2 separate regions of the Mus musculus genome follow, and region 2 is linked to region 1. Evidence: chromatin contacts called from public targeted proximity ligation data. All regions are on one chromosome and are shown on one strand. The core of a region is the stretch at or near the end of the contact, and the rest is flanking DNA. Distances in the headings are between cores, read along the strand shown. Region 1 overlaps Acta2 (actin, alpha 2, smooth muscle, aorta). Region 2 has its middle 54 kb from the start of Ch25h.

Region 1 (4,551 bases), core at 1,404-3,903:
GGAACTGGAGGCGCTGATCCACAAAACGTTCACAGTTGTGTGCTAGAGGCAGAGCAGGGGGGACTTAGAAGCATTTGCGGTGGACGATGGAGGGCCCAGCTTCGTCGTATTCCTGTTTGCTGATCCACATCTGCTGGAAGGTAGACAGCGAAGCCAGGATGGAGCCACCGATCCAGACAGAGTACTTGCGTTCTGGAGGGGCAATGATCTGTCAGGGTAAGAAGGGAAGAATATTAGTGCCTAGCAGACGTGCCTTGTGCTGTCCCTTCCTGGAAAACGAGGACATTGTTCTCTATGAGGGGATGGGTTTGTGGAAGTTGGAGTGTTTCCCCAGTGAGCCCATTGATTTTTCTGTTTTTTTCCCCCTATGAAATCTATGCCAAACCATCCCTAATTCCTTTATCCCTTTATTGGGCAAACCCAAACTGGCCCTAGAGCCCACACGGGGCCCCTTTGTAAAAACCCTGACAAAATCTCTTGATTCCAGAGCTGACCTCAGCAGGCGCTGCACGTTCTACAGAAGTCCTACTGTGTGCAAAGACGATTGTTCCTGAACTTTCTGTGCAAGTAATCTTCCACCTGATTAAACTGGCCACTGCTTTCTGATGTCCTGACCATAAGCACCGCCCAACACAGAGGGCTCAGAGTTCCCATTCCGGTGTATCTCCTGTCATGCTGGCCTTATTCAGAGTACAGATCTTACATACCAGATCATGCCCACTTTTTGTTTTGTTTTGTGTTTTGTACGAGTGAATGGCGGAGGCGTTGTGCAGAGTATCAGACAAGGGATTTCTCTGTTGCAGCAACTCAAACATAGAGCCAAGCAACACCAAATTCCACTCTAGTCTTAGTTTCTTGAGTAGCAGAGGATGCTCTAGTAAATAAAGTGTTTGCACATGCTAGCCAGGGGCTTACTTTGTCTCTGTCTGCAAGCTCTGGTTCAACATTTAATCTTTCCTCCTTCACCAAGCTCTCACTGTGCCCTGTGCCAAGGGTTCGACAGGTTCTAGCTTACTTAACTTCTATAATAATTCTGAAGGGTAGGTATCCAGTGATGTTCAAGTTGCAGATGAAGATACTGGCTCAGGGGACTGTCAGTGATGCTCGCTAGTGGCTGTATCAATAGCAGGTTTAATTTCAAAACTGGCCCTCAGAGGAGTTTTGCTTTGAAGGTACACATTTTTGTTTTTCCATAGTGAGGGGGTTTGGTGATAATTTTAGATTTCCAGAACGTTGTACCCAGGCTCATTTTATGAATGTACCATCTTGGTGACCTGAGCTTTTACTGGGTGTCTGTGTTCTCTGACCATACTGGACCCCTGAGTTTCACATTCATTTCCATCTCAGAAGTAAGGTTTGGAGAATTGAGGCTTGCCTAACTCCTACTAGATGCAGCCTGTCTGTTCTCAAACCCCAAGTACATAGAGTTGGCAGCATGCTCAGCTAGGTATGGAAGGAGGGGGACTTGAGCTGCTCTGACATGCACAGGAAGGAGCACAGGCTCTTCAGGAAGCAGTGGCTCACTCCCTATAGACCCAGGACAGGACTCCTCAGGGCCCATTTTAAGTGGTAGTGTTAAAATCTAACCCACTGTCACCTTGGCCTCATTCCCTTTGGAAAGAACAGAGAGCCTGTTAAACTGCCTCTTAGCTTGTGGCTGTTCTAGAAATGCCCCTCCTGCTGCTTTCTGAGTCAGAGGGTCTTAGTGTGGTACCTTGATCTTCATGGTGCTGGGTGCGAGGGCTGTGATCTCCTTCTGCATCCTGTCAGCAATGCCTGGGTACATGGTGGTACCCCCTGACAGGACGTTGTTAGCATAGAGATCCTTCCTGATGTCAATATCACACTTCATGATGCTGTTATAGGTGGTTTCGTGGATGCCCGCTGACTCCATCCCTGGAAAAGAGACACAGGCAGTGATCCTTGGATGCTGGGTAAAACTCAAGCTACACATGGAAAATCAAGTTGGCCCAGCTACGTGGTCATCTCCTGGGTGAGGCTGGCAGGCATCATGAACTAGAAACTACCACATCTCCTGGGTGAGGCTGGCAGGCATCATGAACTAGAAACTACCACTCAAGAGACTAAAGGCCCTTCTTGTGCTCCATACCATCCTCCTGGCTCTTGTCTAAAGGAGGAGGTTCAGCTGCAGCGATTCTGGGGTGAGATTGCAACATGATAACGCCAGTGGCTGGATAGATATTCTGCTATAATTGGCTTGAGTAAGGAGCCAGGCCTTCCGATGCCTGGTAAGAGGTAGGGCCAGGGCCATGGGTCTGAGCAGGTTCATCTCTCTGCCATTGTTCCTTTATGTTCCCAACACCCAAGTTTGAATGGTGCAACTGTCAGTAAAGTGTCTCTCCTACTTGGATAAAGTGTTTTGTTTGTTTTCAGTTTTGGTTTTGTTTTAAACACAGGTCCTTGGCTGGCCTGAACTTGCTATATAGAACAAACTGGCCTCAAACTCATAGAGATTCGCTTGCCTTTGCTTCCCTAGTACTGGAATTAAAGGCATGTACTACCATGCCCAGCTGCCAAAGATGCTTTCTATGCAATCTTTGTACAGCTTTTTTTTTAAGGGGTAGAGGCGAGGGGTGGAGTTTCTTGTTGACTTCTGACATAGACTTTTTAAAATATACCACTAGATGGCGCCCACGGCCTTCTTAACATTGTGATCTAGTTATAATAGCAATGCCACCAGCTAGTTTTACATTGCTGGCAGTAACCAATTGTTGAAAGCTTATTTTGGACAGGCCCTGTGCTGAGGGCACCGCACAACTCTGCTATAAAACTTCCAACTGTCCTGGTATGAAGAAACTGACTCATAGAAAGCTTTAGTGACATTCTCGAGATCATGAAAATAGAACAGAGTTTCAAGCCCAGGCCCCCAGCCTCCAAAGAGGATGCCTCTGCAGACCCAACGTGACCCTGCCGTGCCAGTGTGGAATAGACGCTCTCTACTTGTTCTGTTTTCCTTCTCTCTCAGCAACCCCAAACTCTCAGCACTCAGATCGTCTTCCCCAACCACCCCTGTGTTCCACTATCGTAAACGTAGATAACTTTTAACCTTTGCATTATGTGCGGAGAATGCGTCTGTCTTGACTCTGACATAAGAGAGTTTTCCACGGGAGACAACCCCTGTTTTGGCTCCCTATGTCTTCTCATTTTGGAAATGTGACACCATCCCTACTTTAGAACTGCTTCTGTTTCTGAAGCCCTGGTTCATTTTTACCTGCTAATGGACCCTGATAGCAGAGGCTTGGCTTGTTCTTGGTACAGAACAGGGAGACCCCACTCTCCATTGCCTACCAATGAAAGATGGCTGGAAGAGAGTCTCTGGGCAGCGGAAGCGTTCGTTTCCAATGGTGATCACCTGCCCGTCAGGCAGTTCGTAGCTCTTCTCCAGGGAGGAAGAGGAGGCGGCCGTGGCCATCTCATTTTCAAAGTCCAGAGCTACATAGCACAGCTTCTCCTTGATGTCACGGACAATCTCACGCTCGGCTGTTAAACACATAACGAACATGATACACATTAGGGTTGATACAGGCGCTAAAATCTACCTGTCCCATGTGACTCTTCTACTGAACCAGCTTCTCAGAAGTCTCAGAGTTTTCAAAAATGCCTAAAAGATCTTTGCTGCCCTACCCAGATCGGCAGTAGCTTGATCTTTGACACATTTTTCACTTTTCAAAATGAAGCAGATGCTCTCTGGGAACAGCCCCAGTTCCATTGGTACACACGGAGAGATGGGAAAGGTCCCAGCTATACCTCTCTCTATTGTACACGTTCTCTTCTATTTGTAAATGAAGAAATTAAAAAATTATCCACGTAGTTCTGTGGGGTGTAGCTGGGTGGTAGAGGGCTTGGCTAGCCAATACAAGACCCTGGGTTCGATCTCCAGCAGTATAGACAAAAACGATTTTCCACTTTGACTTGCCGCCTACACTGATGTCTATAGCTACTCTCAAAGAAACTGTAATAGCTTTACAATCACAAAGCAAGGAAAGCTAAGCTTTCTCTGTGCATTGGGGTCAGGCTTTACTGTTGGCTAAGTCTCTGACATACCAACCCTTTTTTATTATTTTATTTTTATTTTTTTAATTTTAGCATGTTAATATTATTATTTGTATGTGTATGCATGTGTGTGCAAATGGGTGTGCATAGGAGTGTGTGCTTGGGTGTGTTTATGTGTGTTTGTGTGTGTGTGTGTGTGTGTGTGTGTGTGTGCATTTCAGGTGTGTATGTGTGGACATCAGAAAGCAAATCTCAGCCGTCAGTCCTTGCCTTTCGCTGTGAGCTCAGGAACTGACCGTAGGTTGTAAGGTTTGCACAGCAAATGGTTTTATCAGCGAAGTCTCCTCTCTGGCTTTATGTCCCCATTCTCATGGGGACAGCCCTCCTTCTGATAGGTTACAGTGAGCAACATAGTGTCTTCCATCCTCTTCCCTCCACCTCCCCCCACCCCCGAGCCTCACCAGTAGTCACGAAGGAATAGCCACGCTCAGTCAGGATCTTCATGAGGTAGTCGGTGAGATCTCGGCCAGCCAAGTC
Region 2 (4,551 bases), core at 1,107-3,606, 180 kb after region 1:
TCTGTAGATATCTGCTTTGTCTCTGCTAGGTCTGCTTTGTCTTCATTGTAGTCACATTTCTTTCTATCCCTCACCATGATGGGGCATCTTGAGAGAGTCGCTTGGGCTCTATTTCTTTCTAGCTCACTTTTGCACCTGTTTAGTAGAGGTCTACCCTCAATAGTCTACTGAAATGACTTTCCATCCAGGGCAGAGGAGAACACTGTTGCTAATGTAGAAGACATCCAAGACACTGGAGACTATGTTGCTAATCCGAGATAGTCACTTCTCCATCCTTACATCACTTACTTTATGTGTCTTCTGCCTTTATCTGCCTGGGAATGCACTCTCCATCTGATTTCAGGGTACCACACTCAGTAGGAGAATCACGAGGTTCACAAGATTCTCCTCTTGGGTGTCTTTCTCTTCCTTCTTACTCTTCTGTCAGCAGTTTCTCTCTCATATTTGTTACCTTGAACATACTGCAGGGTGCTGTATTTGGGTAAATTCTGTCTAAAGTGACTGAATTCCTGGTAGTCTCATAAGGCTAATGGATGTTACTGTAGTAAAATATTAAGTGATTCTATATCACATAGGTAGCCTGAACCATTCTCCTAAGGGGAGGTCTTAGGACACATGACTGTCTATAACTGCTTACTTCCCATCTGCAACAATGTGCAAAGCTTGCTCCTTCACTTCATTTTGCTTTTTATAAAAGAAAGAAAGAAAGAGAGAGAGAGAAAGAGAGAGAGAGAGAAAGAAAGAAAGAAAGAAAGAAAGAAAGAAAGAAAGAAAGAAAGAAAGAAAGAAAGAAAGAAAGAAAGAAAGAAAGAGAGAGAGAAAGAAAAGTATGACTCCCAGAGGTGTCCTGAGCATCCAAAATATCTATTACTTTCCTCTATACAGAGGTTGACATCTTTCTTTCTGCTTGCTTTTTCTTTTCAGCCCTGACCACTGACCCCTACCTAATATATAATTTAACTCAAATATAAGATGCACTGGATAAATATGTGTGTTGGCTTTGTTCTCTACTGAATCTGGTGTGCCTAGGATACCTTATGGCATATAATTATTGCTTAAAGGCCACTAAAAGAATGTAAGATCCTGTATCATAGGAAAGGATCTCAGGTTCAGGATTGTCCTCAATAGGGTGATGGAGTTATTTGATTTTAAAGCTATGAATTGAACTTGGCATGAGAGCAGCACTCGAAGCCCCAACTTCCTCCTTTGTAAGGTGGGAGTACTGACTAGGGTATTTAATTTATTGACATATTAATATATTTATTTGTGCATCTATTTTATTTTGGCTGTGTGACACCTCCATATCATATCCCACTTCTTTTTGAAGGGGTTTGCATGGTCACTTTCCGTGTGATACTTTAATGTTATCAATGGTGTTTTGAGGAAATCAGTGTTGTCTTCTTGAGATGGGTGCTGTTCTCTACTAAGACAAGTTAGAAGCACAGTCAAAAGATTCGGAAGTGTCTCAGTGATATCGTGTCCCAGGCATTGTGTTTCCAGATAATTTTTCAGAGAATCTGAGTCAGAGAAAAGGGGAAATGTGCAATGCTTCCACTACATCCCTTCCTGTCACCCTCTCTTCCTTCTGACATTGCAAATAGCTTGGATTCTTTCCACAGAAAGAAAATAGGAAATAAAGGCTTGTTACATGATCTGACTCTTCTAAAAATAAGGTCTGGTCGAGCTCATTGGGAAACACGTTCGCTTTTTTTTTTTCTATGACTTGAAGAGAATGTCTTCACAGCCTCAACGCACCAACTTAAAGGAAACGGGTATAAAGAACATTAATTTGAGGGCTGCTGCAGGCTTTAAAGGCAGGACATACAAAGAGCTCTGGGAAGGTTCATAAGTTGGTGTGAAACTCGTCTGTGACAACAGGCAAAACAGATTGTATAGATAAGAGTCATTGCTGGCTGGTCTCAGCTGTGAAGCACAGTGGTTGGTGCTCTGGGGGGAAGGAGCAAGAACTAGACTCTGCAGACTTTTAGTGTGCCTCATGCTGTTGGAACAGCTTAGCACACACCAGCTCCAGGCTTTCCAATGACTCTGTCAATTGAGTGAAAGTGATGCCATCCCAGAGATGAGGAAATTCAGGCTCTGAGACAATTAGTCATTTAGTAAGTGGTGCCATAGACTTTCAGGCTCAAGCCTAATTCCAAAGAGGCCCCTGTTCACACTCCTTCACAAAATAACAAATAACTTGACCAAATAACACCACTCGCTTCTCTCTGTCTCCCACCTCCTCTCCCACAAAATTTGCCTCTAATCAAATCATCCAGTCTAGTAAATGTGTCATCAGGCAAAAAGTCCCAGCCAGCTGCCAGACAGGAAGGGTCCACTCCTGTCCGGTTCCTCTCCTCAACTTCTCCCATCTGCTTTGTTCTTGTTATTCACGATGCCCCTGCCCAGCCCCATAGCCAGTCTCTCACAGAACCACCGTGTCTCTCACTTGTTTTTGTGCCTCTAGAGTCCCAGCTACACAGAATGTCCTCATTGCCTTTCAACTATGGCTCAAAGAACACTAGTGAATTCTCTCTTCTTCTGCCCTGAAACCTCTATTTGTAGAGTGAATAGCAAACTGTCCACCGCAGCATTTCTCCATTTTTCCAAGTTCATTTTACATCTCCCATGTCCTCTTTGCTTTTGTCTGAATGGATGTCTTATTATTCCTTATGTATGTCAGACTCAGTCAGACTTGTCTGTCTCTCACTGTGAACTAAATGGCTGTACAGATCAACTGCTCATATTCACCCCACTGTGAAGATAACTGAGAAAAAATATCAATAGTCAAAGGATACCAAAATACATACAAGTATATGAATACTTACATTTTATCTCTATGTTCCACTTCTAGGAATTTCTGATAAAGATCCTTTCAAAGATGAACATAGTTTGAATAATGCATTTCTGTACAGTTCCCCATAGTTGTTAACACAAATATGTAGCCTAAGGGCACATCTTTTGAAAATTATGAAAGCATATAAATTATGATATATATCTATTTCTATATATATATAGTTTCTAACATATGTATACATACATATATACATATATAATGACTTTTTTATAAAGTCAGATGATTATTATAAACATTTAACATCATAAAAATGTTCTCATAGCTCTTTCCACACACAGCTAGGGACAAACTAAGCATTCTCTATTGCTCCTTGACAACTAATCAGGGCTTTTAAAAGACAGCAGTCCTTGGAATAGGAAGGGGTGGGCAGCCTCTGAAGGAAGCCTCCTTTATTCATTTTAAACAAACAGTATATTGTGGTACAGTGCTTCCTTCAGTATTTTATTTACTAAACAAATAAAACACATCTCAACTCTCAGTAAGAGTCCAAGCTGGTCTCAAATAGGACGGTTCCTCTCACTTTGCTCAGAGACTCAGAGCGTCTGTACTTGCCTAGTCAGCCTGGTCAGAGTGATATATCCATGCCTGTGATCACGCCCACCCATAAAATCAAATGTATTCATTATTAAGTTCTATTTGATGATGAAAATTTAAATCCAGAAGTGTCTGCGGTTAAGAACAATAACACCAGCGTTAATGATAGGAGGGAAGAGGAGTGCATGGATGATCTAGCAAGGGTAGAATTCCATTGAGGAAAGGCAATGAAAGGATTGGAAAAGCCAGAAGACCAAGACAACAATTACAAGTGAGATAGTCTCTTCCACAAACAAACAAAAGAGAAGCTGCCAAGAGGGTGAGAAAGGGGGTGGATCTGGAACTGGGGAGAGTTTTGAGAAGGAGTTGGGGTGAATATGACAAAGATACTTTATATGAAATTCTCTAAGACCTTAGTAAAATATTAATGTAAAAAGACATATAGGACTTGAGTGCAGAGATGTTGTTTTGTAAAAAGGATGCTCAGCTGCAAGAGTGATGACTGTTGGAAAAGCTTCTTGAGTAAAATGGCAAAGGAAACAGCCCAGACTGGAAGGGCTCAAGGTCAGAACAAAGTACACTGAACCCAGGTAAGGGCGTTCTTGCAAAGACAGATATTAATTATCTAGCTTATATTCACACTATTTCTATAGGAAACAAAAACCTATTGCTAAATTGCTTTTAGGTTTGCTTTAGAACATAAATATTTAACATTATTACATAAAATAAAGCCCTGTATCATAGATTTTTGTAATAGCAACAAATATATAAGTACATAGATGATAGACAAATGATTGATACATAGACAGAAAAATGAATGAACAAAACATGCTAAGGAATTTTACTGATAGTTGAAAGGACTAAAGTTGAGTTGTATGTGTTAACTTACAAGGTCTTTACAATATATTACAATGTGGAATAAAAGCAAATTACAACAAAATATGTACAGCATGATTCTCATTTTCTTCTGTCTACAAAAATCATACTCTAAAAAGTGTATATAAAAAGGCAGTTTTTTAACTGTATAAAATTGATGATACTTTAGATCTCTAAAAGCAACGACTTTTATGGTTGAATCTAATAATTATAGTGAGGAATATGGAAGAATATATAGGATATAGATGAACCATGCTTATATTCTCAAAGGAGACAGACACTGA

What was found.
Region 2: a targeted proximity ligation map of bone marrow-derived macrophages shows a contact between it and region 1, with 3 times the contacts expected there. A contact is called at or near these places in 4 of 39 promoter capture datasets (the 3T3-L1 cell line, embryonic stem cells, maxillary cranial neural crest and 1 more), 4 of 130 datasets of targeted methods (the NIH/3T3 cell line, bone marrow-derived dendritic cells, bone marrow-derived macrophages and 1 more) and 3 of 9 other capture datasets (adipose tissue, bone marrow-derived macrophages and liver).

The regions. Positions count from the first base shown.
Region 1 is chr19:34,241,603-34,246,153 of GRCm38.p6, forward strand. Acta2 (actin, alpha 2, smooth muscle, aorta) reads right to left here. Exons shown (of 9, transcript NM_007392.3): 6 at 4,476-4,551; 7 at 3,310-3,501; 8 at 1,715-1,896; 9 at 1-208. The coding sequence ends at 65. Among named protein-coding and RNA genes, the nearest start is that of Acta2, 11 kb to the right of the region's middle.
Region 2 is chr19:34,419,020-34,423,570 of GRCm38.p6, forward strand. No RefSeq gene overlaps it. Among named protein-coding and RNA genes, the nearest start is that of Ch25h, 54 kb to the right of the region's middle.